Regions from separate parts of the Mus musculus genome. Here region 2 is linked to region 1. Evidence: chromatin contacts called from public Hi-C data. All regions are on one chromosome and are shown on one strand. Each heading gives the region's core, a stretch centred on a gene start, on an enhancer-like site or on the middle of the called end of the contact. The rest is flanking DNA. Distances are from core to core; before and after follow the strand shown.

What was found. Hi-C and Micro-C count contacts between places; a contact is called where the count stands out from the background.
Region 2: a contact with region 1 is called in a Hi-C map of the Ba/F3 cell line, with 4 times the contacts expected there. The contact joins two enhancer-like sites. A contact is called at or near these places in 2 of 484 Hi-C or Micro-C datasets (the Ba/F3 cell line and CD4 T cells).

Annotation. Positions count from the first base shown.
Region 1 is chr7:117,391,006-117,398,877 of GRCm38.p6, reverse strand. The region is part of intron 1 of Xylt1 (xylosyltransferase 1); the gene reads right to left. Among named protein-coding and RNA genes, the nearest start is that of Xylt1, 14 kb to the right of the region's middle. Within about 2 kb of position 4,692, at least 123 of the 459 cell types and tissues checked have an H3K27ac peak or open chromatin away from gene starts, as enhancers often do. A contact at or near this core is called in the Ba/F3 cell line, where this site is marked.
Region 2 is chr7:118,270,531-118,278,402 of GRCm38.p6, reverse strand. All of the region lies in intron 2 of Gm34999 (a long non-coding RNA gene), which reads right to left. Among named protein-coding and RNA genes, the nearest start is that of Gm23229, 5.4 kb to the left of the region's middle. Within about 2 kb of position 2,927, at least 94 of the 459 cell types and tissues checked have an H3K27ac peak or open chromatin away from gene starts, as enhancers often do. A contact at or near this core is called in the Ba/F3 cell line, where this site is marked.

The sequences.
Region 1 (7,872 bases), core at 3,443-5,942:
TTTTTATTGTTTTTTGGGATGGGGCTGATATGACTCAGGTTGGACTCTGTGGTGGTTTGAGTGAGAATGGCTACAGAGAATCATACATTTGAATACTTGGCCTCCAGCTGATGGAACTATTTGGGAAGGATTAGGAAGTGTGGCCTTATTGAAGGAGTGTGTCTTGGGGGTGGGCTTTGAGGTTTCAAAAGACTCCAGGGTGCCCTTTCTGTCTCCTATTTGCACAAGCTCTAAGCTGTTCTGTCAGCCATGCCTTTGTTCTACCATCATGGACTCTAACCCTCTAAAACCATAAACCCAAATTTAAATGCTTTCTTTAATAAGTTGACTTGGTCATAGTGTTTAATTATAGCAACAGAAAGGTAAGCAAGATATCTCCCAACTAGCTATGTATCCAAAACTAAGCTTGAACGTCTCATCCTCTTGTCTCTTCTACTCGAGTACTAGGATCACAGGCATATGCTACCATGTCTGCGTTATGCAGGGCTAGAGATCAAACCCAAGGCTGTATGAGTGTTAGACATTCACTACACCTACTGAGCCAGATCCCCAGCCCTAGAAAGGTCTTCTCAGTTTGCATTTCTATGTGACTGCCTTCTAGAAGCGAATGTCCAACACCTTGTTATTCCATGAATGAGGCCAGAAGATTCCATCTTTTGAAATAGATGAGTTTATTCTGAGATGAAGTTAACCATCAGTTGTATGAGGGTATCTCAGAACATCTAGAGCATGGTCTCTTCTGTGTTGTACTTTGTTTTCTGAAACAAGGTCTTACATAACCCAAGCTAGCCTCAAATTCCATCCATAGCAGAGGTTGACCTTGGCCTCCTTCCTCTCCTGCCTCCACCACCCAGTTGTTAGAATTACAAGCACGCATTACCAAATCCTGCGTAGAAAGTAGGATTGATAAAGAAGAGGCCATAGGGTTAACGAGATAGCTCAGCAGGTAGGTACTTGCCACCAAGCCTGGTAACCTGAGTTCAAATTCGATTCCCGGAATTCAAATTAGAAGTATTGCAATCTCTCTCTCTCACGCGCGCGCACACACACACACACACACACACACACACACACACCCCTTTATAAGGAGTTCTAAGGTTTAATAAACTATAAAGCTGGAGTGGGGGAGCAAAACCACCCAGACTGAAGGGTTAAGCTTTTCATATCTAGGAAATCCATATTCAGGGCCCTAACCCCATGTAAAAAATTACAACTGAAACTGACCAATATTGAGTCATATGTAACAGATTGTGGCTGAAATGGGCTTTCATGTGCACTTCAAGCACAAAAATCCATATTTTATCTCCAACAAAAATAATATCAGCAAGCATATTCTCTTATAACACAGGTGAAGTCCGCTCATTGCAAACAGCAGGACCTGGGGCCAGGCTTCTTAAACAGCCAGGATGTTTTTCTGCTGGGGAGGGCTGGCTGGAAGACAAAGCTGACAGGCCTCTTTAACAAGCCCCAGAAAGAATATGAAGTCATTGTATTTAGCCAGCGCCAAGCAAATCTGAAAGACGATGGATCGAAGGGAATCCTTGTCCCAACCCTGTCAGCAGCTGTGACTGCAGAAGTGGGACAGTAAATAGAAAGTGACTGGGGTTCAGATAGTGAGGCAGATCCTGGGCCGCTAAACACTGCTGACATTGCACAGAAAGCCAGGTCCTCAGATGGAGGCCAGAGCTCTAATGTTCCGCGGCCCACAACATATGCAGTTCCCGAAGGGACACTTCAGCACAGCATTTCAATGTAAAATGACACATGCCACTGCAGGCTAGAGATCTTATGGGGGAGACAAGGCTGTGCTCATCTGCTTCCCAGCAAGAATATCGGAACAGCTAGGGATAAAGGGAAGTCAATCAAAGCAAAAAGTGATGGGGATTGGAAAGAAAGAAAGAAAAAAAAAACAGGCCTAATTCTGCCAGACTTGTTTTGCTGAGTAAAGATAACAGCTTTCTGGACCATATGACTTCAGCATAAGAAATTAAATGATGGCATCGTTTCCCAAAGTAGTTAATGTCAGGTGCTTCCAGCAGCCTAAAAGGAACTGAACAATAACCAACCAATACATCTCAGTTATATGGATTCCCACTCTACAACACTAATTATGGACATGAGTCTCCTGCTGGAACCGCAGCCTGGGAACCTATCGCCAACCTCCACTCCTCCGTGTGAATGAAGGTCAGGTTTCAAAGCCAAAGCTCATCTCCAAACCAGCCATTTAGAAAAAGGAAACAAAGCAAAAGAGTAAATACATTGATTTTGCACATGGATATTTATCTAGCCAATGCCTGTGTGTTCATCAAAGACACATATGAAAGTGCTCAGGGCAGAGCTGGAGCGTTGGCTCAGCAGACAATGCTGCATACCAGGAATGGTGGCATTCCTGATGAGTCCCATCCTGGGGACCTACATGGTGGAAGGAAGCAGTTGACTCTGGAAAGTTGTATTTTGAGCCCTGTGCGCTCGCTTGCTCTCTCTCTCTCTCTCTCTCTCTCTCTCTCTCTCTCTCTCTCTCTCCCTCTCCCTCTCCCTCTCCCTCTCCCTCTCCCTCCCCTCTCCCTCTCCCTCTCCCTCTCCCTCTCTCTCTCTCTCTCTCTCTCTCACACACACACACACACATACACATTAAATAAATAAATTCGAATGCAGTAATCTCTTCTTAAAGAATGTTCATAGCAACACTATCTCTAATGGCCACCAACTAGGGGCTAGCTAAAGGGCCATGGACAGGCATCTTGGAGATATAGGGCTTGCTGAGCCTGGACCAGCCCCAGGTTCCATGCCCAGCACTGAGAGGGAAGTAAATAAAGTTAGAACTATAATACATCTTCACAATCAAGCCAGCTTACAGTCCAATCAGCTTCATAGAGAGAAGCTCGGTAATCAAATGAAATTAGCTAGGCATCCTTCAGTGTGGCCAGGTACCAGCAGGGGCTAGTGTCTTTTGGACTATTTAATAATAAAACACAGGTTGCAATTATTTTCCTCCAGCTGACACTGTGCTTGTCTCTAACGTGCCACCCATCTGATAGACTGAAGGACAGGGTCACCATTCAAATCCAGCATCCCTGGGATGACACACTTCACTGTCACCAGCGGCTCCTACAGTGGATCTTGGCTACTCATCCCACTCACAACAGCAGCTGGCAAAACACGTGGCCTTCAACCTGCAGCCAAGCCTCCACTGGACATTCAGGGAGGAAAAGGGCCAGGCCTGGCTTCCATGCAATTCCCAGAGAATATGTGGTTAATTATTTTTCTCTCTGTAAGCAGCTGGGTCTCCCTGAAATTCGAGTCCGTAATAATTGCTGTAATTACTATTTTAATACAAATCAGAAACTTATCAAAATATTACACCGTGGATGTTACTTCTCTTTCTCACTGTGGATGGAGGGTGCCTGCCACTGGCCCTGCCCAACTTGGTGAGGATGGAGGGATCATGGCTTCTCAGCACAGAGGACTGTCAGGTCTGAATGTGTACATTTTGCTTTTAGCAACAGTAAGTCATGCTCTGATTGACACCCCAGCTTGATCCTGCTTGTTGCTGGGTCTCAGTAGTTCCATCAACACAATGGGCAGATGGGGCCAGGCTAGTAGAGGGATTTTGCATAATGGCTTAGAGAAATTGCTCTGCTAAAATCATCTACCAGAGATGTTGGTAAAGAGGACCCTGGCACACAAAATCTGAGCGTGTCAGGGTACATATATAATCCCAGTGCCTGGGAGAGGGTTAGAGGTAGAGCCCAAGGTCTTACTGGCCAGCCAGAGTCCTGAATCAGAGAACTCTAGATTCAATGAGAGTGGAATATACCCAACATTGGCCTCCACCTACATCCCAGCACAAACACATGTGCACCTCCATACACACATATACCCCTTTCTATGGAGCCCAGAATTTTGACATACAGGCTCCCAGGTCATGTTGCCTGAGTCATGTTCCATTGTTGCTTGTTGTATAGCTCAGGGGAATTCTAGATTTTTTCTTTTTTTTTCTTTTCTTTTCTTCCCCCCCCCCCCCCCGAGACAGGGTTTCTCTGTGTACCCCTGGCTGTCCTGGAACTCTCTCTTTAGACCAGGCTGGCCTTGAACTCAGAAATCCCCCTGCCTCTGCCTTCCAAGTGCTGGGATTAAAGGCGTGTGCCACCACTGCCTGGCGGAATTCCTTATTCTCCCCAGGCCTCAGTCTCTTCAGAGAAATAAAGATCAGGGAATAAGGTAGGTAGGAGGTGGCACCGCAGCCACTTGATAAGGCTGCTGTAAATGACTGAACGTGCTAATCCCTGATATTCTGCTTAGCCTGGCACACACTGACTTCTCACAGGGAACCGCAATTGTTAGCATGTTATTGTGAGAGTTAACTCCAATCTTGTCAGATAGCCCACAAAAGCTGATGATCCCTTGAAGATGTGGTCCCAAACGGCTCAGCTGAAGGGGATGGAGTCTGTAGAAGGTGGGACCTCACAGGAATGAGCTAGGTGACCAGCAGCCAACCCTCTTTCTGCTTTCAGGCTGTCATGAGGTGGGTGGCTCCCTTTACCACACTCTCCTGCCTCATTACAGGCTCAGTGGCGGAAAACCAGGTATAGAAACCGTTCCAAACGTTGAGCCTCAGTCAATCTCCCTGCCTACCGTGGGGCATTTCACCACAGTAAAGGGAAGTTGACTCACACAAACTCCAACTGTGGTTTGAAGTGACACAGATAAGCAGGGTGGCCCCAGGGCAAGCTGGAAGTCCCAGCAGAAAGGAAAGTCACACCTTCCTCCTGCAAACTGTCACCTTTCCAGAAACAAAGGCCAGAGTCCAGCAGTAGCAGGCACTCCAGAATAGATTAGGATTTAAAGTCAGTGGTTTTGGCTACCAACCAGGGTGTTTAGAAATCCCCTATTTCTTTCAAGTGAGGGAGGAAGAGAAGAAGAGGAGAGCCAGGAGATGGGTGGTGCTGTGCCTCTCTCACCCACAGAGGGCCAGGTTTGCTCCTGGCTCCTGGCTTCCCGACTACTTTCTAGCGTCCACTTTAGTTTGGGCATCGTCGCTCCCCTAACCATCCCCAATAAACAGCTGGCTTCCTCCAGATCCTTCTGCTGGCTGAGAGTTATGAACCTTCCAAAAGCTCCAGCTGCCACCAGCTTCCTGGTGGGGGAAAGTTAGTAACAGAAGCCAGGCCCACCTGCAAATCGCTGGGTGGTTGCTAAAGCCCTGTTCTCGCATGGTCCCCACCCTCCTCAAACTGTCTTCTCTTTGCCTTCTACTTAAGATTTAAGATGCTAGGAGAGACCTAGATGAGGGGCTGGCTCACATTAGACCCAGAGTCAAGTCACCTGTGAGCCAAAGGGGTTCTCTGTGTCTTCGACACCAGCTGTCTCTTCCCAGCTAGAGATAAAAGGCAGCATGAATGAGAGGCAATGAATAGGCTTTTATTTCATACTGAACATCTGCAAAGCCTGGTCCTTCATGAAAAAATAAAAAACCAACCCACAATCAAACACAAGACAGCTAAAAGTCTGGCAAAGGGAAACAAAACAAAACAACAAAAAAAGATTTCTCATTACATCTCTAATTAATAAAACCCCGTTTCACCAGTAAAGATGAAGATAGAAAGAGTATCTTTCACATCCCTAAAGAAAGGGTACTTAATGAGGTAACCACCATATTTCTTGATCCTCTAAGTGGATTTTAATACTATCCTTAAATAATGTATACAGGCTCTCCATTACAAAAGCCGTTGTTTATTTAATGAACGCCAGTGTGGTTGAGTGCTGAGACGTTGTGAAATGATCTCGCTAGAGTCCTTGGGCTTTCCCCACTCCCCACCGACCTCCTCAAGAGATGATTGGGTGTCCCCATAGCCCTTTAGAGTTGCTGCTGTCATCTGCGTGGTGGTTCTGTTACCCTGGGCTCTGAATTGCAGTCTCGGTTCTGGTTTAAGTTAACGCAGCCATTTACCAATCTGTCCAGGGACTCATTCATCGCAGGTAATTTCATGTTCAATACGTAGCGGACCAAACAGAGGACAAGGATTCAACAGGAGGCATGAGTCCCAGAGACTCACAGGAAGGGCTGGGAACTAAATCAAGGAGGACAAACCTGGGAGTCCTCCATGGAAACCTGTACAGAAGCAACAGAATCGTGAAAGTCTAGTGGGCTCCAGTGGTTCCTCCCAGTGTCTACCTTAAGCCCTTTCCATTGGGACTTTCGAAACAGTCTTTCACTGGCCTGCGCTCACTGATTAGGCTGGCTGGCCAGAGAACCCCGGGGATTCAACTGTCTCTGCCTCCCCAGCCACCACATCTGTTTGGGTTGGGGGGAAGGCGTTGTTTTTGGTTTGGTTTGGTTTTGCTTGTTTTGTTTTTTAAGGTGGGTCCTGTGGATCAAATTAAGGCCCCCATGCTTGTGTGGTAAGCACTTTACAGCCATCTCCACAGCTGTAGCATAGCTAACCTCTAAACAACTATCTCTCTTCAAACGGGTTACTGGACATTTAAAAAATGTAATACTCCTTGACAGTCTTTCACCAAACTCAGCTGGGACCCAGTTAAAGCTGGGCTTGGCACTAGGATCTTTATAGACTGGTAGATAATTTCTTTCTACTTTCTTGCCATGCTATTTACAAGTGAGGTCACAAGAGCTCTGAAGCTGACATTTCCATGTATACATTTCCCTAATATGCTTTAAAAAAAAACACAAAGCTATTAGTAGTATTTTTAAATGTGCTGCTCAAGAAGTGGGGGAGGGACACAGCAGCAAAGTCACAGGAGCTGTGACACTCTTGGTCTGAGTGTGGGAGTCTTGGGTGTGCTCAGTTTGTGACCATTTACTAAACTGTACACAGAGAAAGGAGAAGAGAGATAGAAGAGAGTAAGAACACAGAGCAGTTAAATGAACGTTAAAAAAAAATCTAAGACCTGTGAAACTTCCATGCGGACATGACTAGATACAGCACTTTGCACACAGCTTTTTTTTTCCTCCTTTTTCTGTGCTAGGAATGGATCAGGATCTTGCACAGCTCACCTGCATTCCCAGCCCTCAAACTTCTGAAAGAGAGCCGTCACCCCTCGTGAAAGCCCTGGTGAATTGACATTGGTGTCTGCAGCTTATTTGGGACTCCTGCAGACAGTTTGGGACTCCTTTAGCAAAAAGCATCCTTCCAAAATATATTCTCACCCCGAAGTTAGCAAAATATACACCAAAAGTGAGCAGAACACAAACTGCTCCCCGAAAACTCTGCCCTCCTCCAGATGCACATCGCTCTTTCCCCACTACGCTAAGCCTTGCCTTCACTCGTCAGTAACTTAGATTCTACTCCATTGTGATTAGTCTGTGTGTGCATCTTCCTGTGTCCCCGCCACGGCCAGCAGAAGGTGGGTCCCACATTTTACACAGAGCCTGACTCACAGCAGGCACTCAGACAAGGAGTCAGTGTGGATAGCTTGTGAATGCACACAACCTCTAGTGAGTTCCATTCATTCATGCATTCATTCAATCACTTGATCATCACGGAGAGAATAGATGAGAGGCTCCCCGGACCCTGCTCTGAGACAGGAGCCCTGGCATTCATCTCTATGGGGTGGTCTGAGTGCCCTAACACTTTCTTCTCTATGGCCCAGATTTGATCACTATGACCCAAGGGGAGAGTTGGGTTTACATACACCATCAGAGGACGCTCCAGAAAGACATAGAGGTGAAAGTCAGATATCTTTGATAAAGCTAGAACCCAAGCCAAGGGGATCCAGAATGTTCTACCGATCCACTTGCCTTTTTCTTCAACAACACCCAACTTCCCAGTGCCCACCCTTAAAGTGTCAGGGCATGAGGAACACATAAGTGGATGGTGGGGGTGGGACAGGGACTCTAGATATCCTGCTGCC
Region 2 (7,872 bases), core at 1,678-4,177, 880 kb before region 1:
AGGTATCAGAACTGTCCTAATTCTTTCTTGTAAGTCTATTCACGGCCCTGAGCATCAGTATCACTCGGGAGAAATTCTGAATGCCAAGTTTGGTCCCAAGGCCCATACAGACTACACTTCAATCTGGGTGATTCTCCTGACTCACTAAAATATGGGAATGTTTTAGCTATGGCTCAGTCCCAGGGCGTCCCTGATGAAGTCCCAAGTACCAGAGGGAAAAACGGTCAGTAATAGTCATAGAAAGGTTTGTGCTTCTATGCCAGTTGGCTTCTACCGTATGCTAATCTTGAAGCTGTCCCCTCCAGACCCCACCCTCCTGACAAAAGCCAGGACCCGGGTTATAAAAACTCAATTTGAGATGTGTCTGAAGCTTTTGGAAGTACAGGTCAATGTACCTCCCTGAAGCCAGTCCAGCTGCCCAGGGGCGGTTATTGGGTTTGTGGTGTTGTTTTCTGATTCTCTGAGGACCTGGCCTTCCAGTCCCCACCAACGGATGCGAACAACCTCAGGCAGAAGCATTAAAGTCCGTGAGCTCCTCCAAGGGGGCCCTAGAGAATAAGCCAGCAAGGAGGAAGCTCTTTAATTAACACTAGGGCTGTGACTCTGACCGCCATGTTATTAATTACTGCCTGTTACTCCCCGGTGGCATCCTCTGAACAAGCTATTGCTCACTCGCCCCGCCCAGCCCCACCCTCCAGCTTTCCCTTCTTACTCCTTACTCAACGTTTTACCAGACTGCTACGCAGTGATTTGAAAGTGAAACCAAGGCTGACTCAGAATTGGAACAAAGTTGCATCTGGACTAAGGGTTTCCTTAAACACGTAGAAAGTGCCACAGAGTGGAATGCGCAAAACTTGTGAGCGAGAGGGGCAGAAACCTTATTGTTCTGGAAGTTTCTAACTCACAAAAAACCTTTTGTGGTAATCTAGTCCATACCTTAGTTTACTTTTTTTGCCCTTTGCTTGAAAGTGATGAAGGGAGGAGAAATCTTGTTTTTAAAAACATGTGGGTTTTGTTTTTTGGTTTTTTTGGGTGGTGGTGGTGGTGGTTGGTTGGTTGGTTGTGTTTTATTTTTGCTTTGAGACAGGGTCGCATGTCATGAAGGCTGGCCTCAAACTTATTTTTAGCCAAGGATGATCTTAAACTTCTTCCTGTCTCCAGGGCTTCCAGGAATGTGCCACCACGCCCAGTTTTAAGGTGATTAAGTGGCGCATGTGCCGTGGGGTCTTCAAGCCTGCCTTCACCCTTCACTCCTGTCCCTGTGTGCTAGTGTGAAGCCGTAGGGGAGGGGACAATGGGGTAGAAAGTGGCTAGAGTTTGGTCACTCAGAGGGAGTCCGTTTACTGCCTCGGGTCTCAGTTTTCTCTAAAATAAGGGATGCCACAGGGTGTGAAGGTGCACACCTGTAACCCTACCCCTCAGGATGCGGAGGCAAGCAGGTTGTGATTTTGAGTCCAGCCGGGGCTGCATACCAAAGCTCTATCTCAAAAATAAAGCTGAAACTGGGTGTGGTGGCCAGTACTCCGAAGGAAGTCGGAGGCTGGAGGATCAAAAGTTCAAGGTCCTCAGGTACAGAGCGGTTTCACACCCTAGACACGTGACCACCTGTCAAATAAGTAAGTGAAGAAATACACAACATAAAGAAATTTACCAGCGGGTTGGTGGTGGCGCACACCTTTGATCCCAGCACTTGGGAGGCAGAGGCAGGTGGATTTCTAAATTCGAGGCCAGCCTGGTCTACAGAGTGAGTTCCAGGACAGCCAGTACTACACAGAGAAACCCTGTCTCTAAAAATAAATAAGTAAATAAATAAAAAGAAATTTACTGCTGGAGAGTACAAACTTTGTCAAAGGCTTACAGTGATGTCCCAGGAGTCTGTGCGGCTAAGAGAAGCCCTCCCCTCATCCTTTTCCCCTTGTTAGCCTCCAAGATTGTGGGTTGCAGATTTCAAGAGAGGGAGGGGGATACCTAGATAGATAGACAGACAGACAGACAGACAGAAGATAAGTAGGACTCTTTCTGGAGTTTGATTTGGGACTTCTCAGCTTTTACAAGTTGGGGACCTAATGCCTCCCTTTTCTTCTGCAGAATTTGGAATCCAGAGAAAACACTGAGGGCACAGGTCACCTGTAATGACCAATAAGGAGATCCCAGGGCTCCTTCAGAATCCAGTTCTGCCCGCTCTACGAACACACTACATGGCTGTGCCGTTGTAGCTGTGCCTGTTACATATATTCTGTCAGTAAGGAGTTGGGTATCCATTCTAAGCTGATAGTTAAATAAATGGGGAGAAGCCTGAGACATACCACCATAAATAATAACTAACTGTGCAATCAGACTTCCAGAAAAGCCTGAGGAAAAGCAGGTTCCGTTAGGCTGATCACTCTGGGTTCTGGTGCAGTAATGGGCAGTGGCACCTCCCAAGCCTACTGCAAGACGAGCTCCCTGTCTGTCAATCAAATAAGGCCCAAGGGATGACTCAAGTTTGTAAGCCTAGGGCTTGGGAGATAAAGTCAGGTGTATTTCTGTGAATTTGAAGCTAGGCTAGTCTACGTTAGTTTTAGCCAGGCTACATAGTGAAATTCTGTTTAAAAACAAACAAACAAACAATAGTCCAGACTCTGACTCACAAAACAAATAAACAAAGGAGCAGAGAACCATATGTACCAGTAGATGCTTGTCTTTGTGTGGGAGGCTACAGCGTGATGTTACAGACTGGGATAGACTGGCGGCTTACAAACAGCAATTCATTTCTCAGAATTCTACCATCTAGAAAGTCCAGTGTCGAGACACCAACAGATGCAGTGTCTGAGGAGGACCTAACTTCTATAACTTTTGTACTATACCTTCCCACAGTAGGGGTAATGGTTTGAATGCGAAATGTCCTTACAGTGTTTGAACACTTGGTCTCCACGTGGTGGCACCGTTCAGAAAGATTGGAGAACCTTACAATGTGGAACGTGACTACAGGAAGTGGATCAGTAGAGCCTCGCCTTACAGGTCATAGTCAAGCCTGTTTCTAACCCAAGTTCTTCCCCTCTCTGTCTCTGCTTCCTGCTCTGTGGAAATTTGAGGAATCCTAGACACATTCTCCACAGTGTGAAGTCTGTTGTGCCTTCTCTGCTGTTGTAAATGAAGACTGCTCAAACTGTAAGCCCAAATAACTCTTTCTCTTCTCTTCAAATTTTTTCACAGTAATGTAAAAAGGTAGCTATATCAGGGCGAGGCCTCTCTCTTAAGGGTACTAGTCCTCTTCTCGTGGACTCAGTTTCCACAGCCTGACCATCCCGGCCTCTACCTCTCAATGCTAGAATTGCAGGCATGCACCACCACCTGGGTGTTTGCCCCATGCTTTGGGAGGAACCAGGACTTCCTGCATGCCTGGCAAGCACTCTGCCAACTGAGCTAACATCTCCAGCTCTCAAAGCCTTACCTTCTAAAGCAGCGGTTCTCAACCTATGGGACTGCGACCCTTTTGGGGGTCACACAACCCCTTCACAGGGGTCACCTAAGACCATTGGAAAACACAGAGATTTACATTACAATTCATGACAGTACCAAAATTACAGTTATGAAATAGCAACAAAAATAATTTTATGATTGGGAGTCACCACAAAACAAGGAACTATCTTAAAGGGTCGCAGCATCAGGAAGGCTGAGAACCACTGCTTCTAGAACATTTTGGGATCTGGGTTTTCAACAGATGAGGCCAAAGGAGAAAGCATGTTGAGACCCTAGGGTGGCTCTGTGGATGCTGGTGACCTAAACTGCTTCTGTACTGACGCTGTCAACCCCTTGGAGTGAGGGGTGCTTCTAACTAGAATCACCTGTGGCAATTCCTAATGTGTAAGTTACAGGTTGGGTTCGAAAAGCTTTGCTGTCAGAGCTGGTTTTCCCCTAGGAACCGCAGCCAATGGCTCTTTTCTCCCAGGGAAGATCTGGAAATGCCTGGTCAAACTATGGAGTTACCCAAGCATTGCAAACCAGCCAGTTACGGAAAGCACCTGCTGGAGGAGAACACAGCCCACAGAGCAGCACATGGCTTCTCTCTAAATGGCTGATGGTAAAGGGCTTTCCTCTTGTGAAGGAGACTCTGCAGCAGGAGTAACTACAAAACCCACGATCGAACAAACGCTCCTGCTTGTTTTCAGGCCACATTATTATATAAACAGCTCCCAACTCTCTGCCTCCAAGTTGTCAAATTCCTCAAAGGGCGCTCAATTGAGAAGCCAATCCCAAGCCACATTTACTTGTCAGAAGGTCCATGTTGTGAGGACATGAATCTCAGAAGAATAGGACAGGCTGGGGATGTATAATAGCTCAGCAGTAAACATTTGTCTGGGGTGAATAAAGGAGAAAAGGGGGGAGGGAAGGGGCACACACAGAGCTCTAGGCTGAGGAAGCTCTTTGAATAATGTTCTCTTTAGAACAAAGAATTCCAGGGGTCTAAGGAGATAGCTTGGCTGGTAAGAGCAATTGCTGCACAAGAGAGAGTATCTAAATTTAAAAACCTGTAAAATAGAGCTGAACTTGGCCTTAGTATACCTGTGACCCCAGGGCTTCTGGAGTTAGAGACAGAAAGATAATTGAGGCTTACTGTCTACCAGCCTAGCTCTAAGTTCAATGAGAGACCCCGTCTTAAAGGATGAGGTGGAGAGTGATACAGACTACCCAGTGTCCTTCAGGCCTCTGCACATGCATGCACACATGCAGGCATGCATATTTATATTCTGTTTTGACCATCCTTTTTCTTTTCAGCTTTCTAATTTATCAGGCTCTGGTGCTCTCACAGACCTTGGGCAGGGCACTTTATTTCCCTGAACATGAGGTCCCTCATCAGGAAATGTTGGGAGCCGCCCCCACATTCGCCGTTACAAGATGGCGCTGACATCCTGTGTTCTAAGTGGTAAACAAATAATCTGCGCATGTGCCAAGGGTATCTTATGACTACTTGTGCTCTGCCTTCCCCGTGACGTCAACTCGGCCGATGGGCTGCAGCCAATCAGGGAGTGACACGTCCGAGGCGAAGGAGAATTCTCCTTAAGAGGGACGGGGTTTCGTTTTTTCCCTCTCTTGCTTCTTGCTCTCTTGCTTCTTGCACTCTGTTCCTGAAGATGTAAGAATAAAGCTTTGCCGCAGAAGATTCTGGTCTGTGGTGTTCTTCCTGGCCGGTCGTGAGAACGCGTCTAATAACAATTGGTGCCGAAACCCGGGACGAGAAAAAAACTCGGGACTGGCGCAAGGAGGATCCCTCATTCCGGAACCAGAACTGCGGATCACGTTTATAAAGGTTCCCGTAACACAGACTGTTGAGAAGGATTCAACTGCCGAATTCAGAACTCATCAGCTGGGGAACGACGGTGATAAAGGTTCCCGTAAAGCAGACTGTTAAGAAGGATTCAACTGTATGAATTCAGAACTTTTCAGCTGGGGAACGAGGTAAGTCTGATCTTGAACTTTCTAAGGAAATTCAAGACAGTCTATCAGAAGTAAAGTGGAAAATGGCTTTACAAGTTATGTTTGGCCTTGAATTTTTTCTAGTGTTAGAAGCCCTTTTGTTCCTTTTCACATGTTATATAGTGGTTAAGATAGGGCTGAAAATTCTAGAGGAAATTCAGGACAAGCTATCAGAAGTAAAGCGGGGAGAGAGAGTAGGAACAAAAAGGAAATATGGTACACAAAATAAGTATACAGGCCTTTCCAAGGGTCTTGAACCCGAGGAAAAGTTAAGGTTAGGTAGGAATACCTGGAGAGAGATTAGAAGAAAAAGAGGAAAAAGGGAAAAGAAGAAAGATCAATTAGCGGAGGTCTCTAGGAGAAGGAGCCTGTGCTCTGAAGAAACAGACTGGGAGAAAAAAGCGGCTCATTATGAAAGAAAAGGATACCAGCCGCCAAGTAAAGTGCTAACTAGTCATTTAAGGAAAAAGCCAAAAGCGGCTGGCGAAGGCCAGTTTGCTAATTGGCCTCAGGGCAATCGGCTACCAGGTGCACTCCCGCCCTATGCGGAGTCCCCGCCCTGCGTAGTGCGTCAGCCCGTAGTGCGTCAACAATGCGCAGAGAGGCAGTGCGCAGAGAGGCAGTGCGCAGACTCATTCATTCCCCGAGAGGAACAAAGGAAAATACAACAGGCATTTCCAGTCTTTGAAGGAGCCGAGGGTGGGCGTGTCCACGCTCCGGTAGAATATGTGCAGATTAAATATGGAATTAATGCTAATTTTACCTTGGTGCAGTTAGACAGGCTTGCCGGCATGGCACTAACTCCTGCCGACTGGCAAATGATTGCAAAAGCCGCTCTCCCTAATATGGGCAAATATTTGGAATGGAGATCTCTGTGGCGAGAGGCTGCACAGGCGCAGGACCGAGCAAACGCTGCTGCTTTAACTCCAGAGCAGAGAGATTGGACTTTTGACTTGTTAACGGGTCAGAGAGCTTATTCTGCTAAACCTGATAAGAGGTATCAATGGAAGGTCTTACCACAGGGGATGTCCAATAGTCCTACAATGTGCCAGCTTTATGTGCAAAAAGCTCTTTTGCCAATGAGGGAACAATTCCCCTCTTTAATTTTGCTCCTTTACATGGATGACATCCTCCTGTGCCATAAAGACCTTACCATGCTACAAAAGGCATATCCTTTTCTACTTAAAACTTTAAGTCAGTGGGGTTTACAGATAGCCACAGAAAAGGTCCAAATTTCTGATACAGGACAATTCTTGGGCTCTGTGGTGTCCCCAGATAAGATTGTGCCCCAAAAGGTAGAGATAAGAAGAGATCACCTCCATACCTTAAATGATTTTCAAAAGCTGTTGGGAGATATTAATTGGCTCAGACCTTTTTTAAAGATTCCTTCCGCTGAGTTAAGGCCTTTGTTTAGTATTTTAGAAGGAGATCCTCATATCTCCTCCCCTAGGACTCTTACTCTAGCTGCTAACCAGGCCTTACAAAAAGTGGAAAAGGCCTTACAGAATGCACAATTACAACGTATTGAGGATTCGCAGCCTTTCAGTTTGTGTGTCTTTAAGACAGCACAATTGCCAACTGCAGTTTTGTGGCAGAATGGGCCATTGTTGTGGATCCATCCAAACGTATCCCCAGCTAAAATAATAGATTGGTATCCTGATGCAATTGCACAGCTTGCCCTTAAAGGCCTAAAAGCAGCAATCACCCACTTTGGGCAAAGTCCATATCTTTTAATTGTACCTTATACCGCTGCACAGGTTCAAACCTTGGCAGCCACATCTAATGATTGGGCAGTTTTAGTTACCTCCTTTTCAGGAAAAATAGATAACCATTATCCAAAGCATCCAATCTTACAGTTTGCCCAAAATCAATCTGTTGTGTTTCCACAAATAACAGTAAGAAACCCACTTAAAAATGGGATTGTGGTATATACTGATGGATCAAAAACTGGCATAGGTGCCTATGTGGCTAATGGTAAAGTGGTATCCAAACAGTATAATGAAAATTCACCTCAAGTGGTAGAATGTTTAGTGGTCTTAGAAGTTTTAAAAACCTTTTTAAAACCCCTTAATATTGTGTCAGATTCCTATTATGTGGTTAATGCAGTAAATCTTTTAGAAGTGGCTGGAGTGATTAAGCCTTCCAGTAGAGTTGCCAATATTTTTCAGCAGATACAATTAGTTTTGTTATCTAGAAGATCTCCTGTTTATATTACTCATGTTAGAGCCCACTCAGGCCTACCTGGCCCCATGGCTCTGGGAAATGATTTGGCAGATAAGGCCACTAAAGTGGTGGCTGCTGCCCTATCATCCCCGGTAGAGGCTGCAAGAAATTTTCATAACAATTTTCATGTGACGGCTGAAACATTACGCAGTCGTTTCTCCTTGACAAGAAAAGAAGCCCGTGACATTGTTA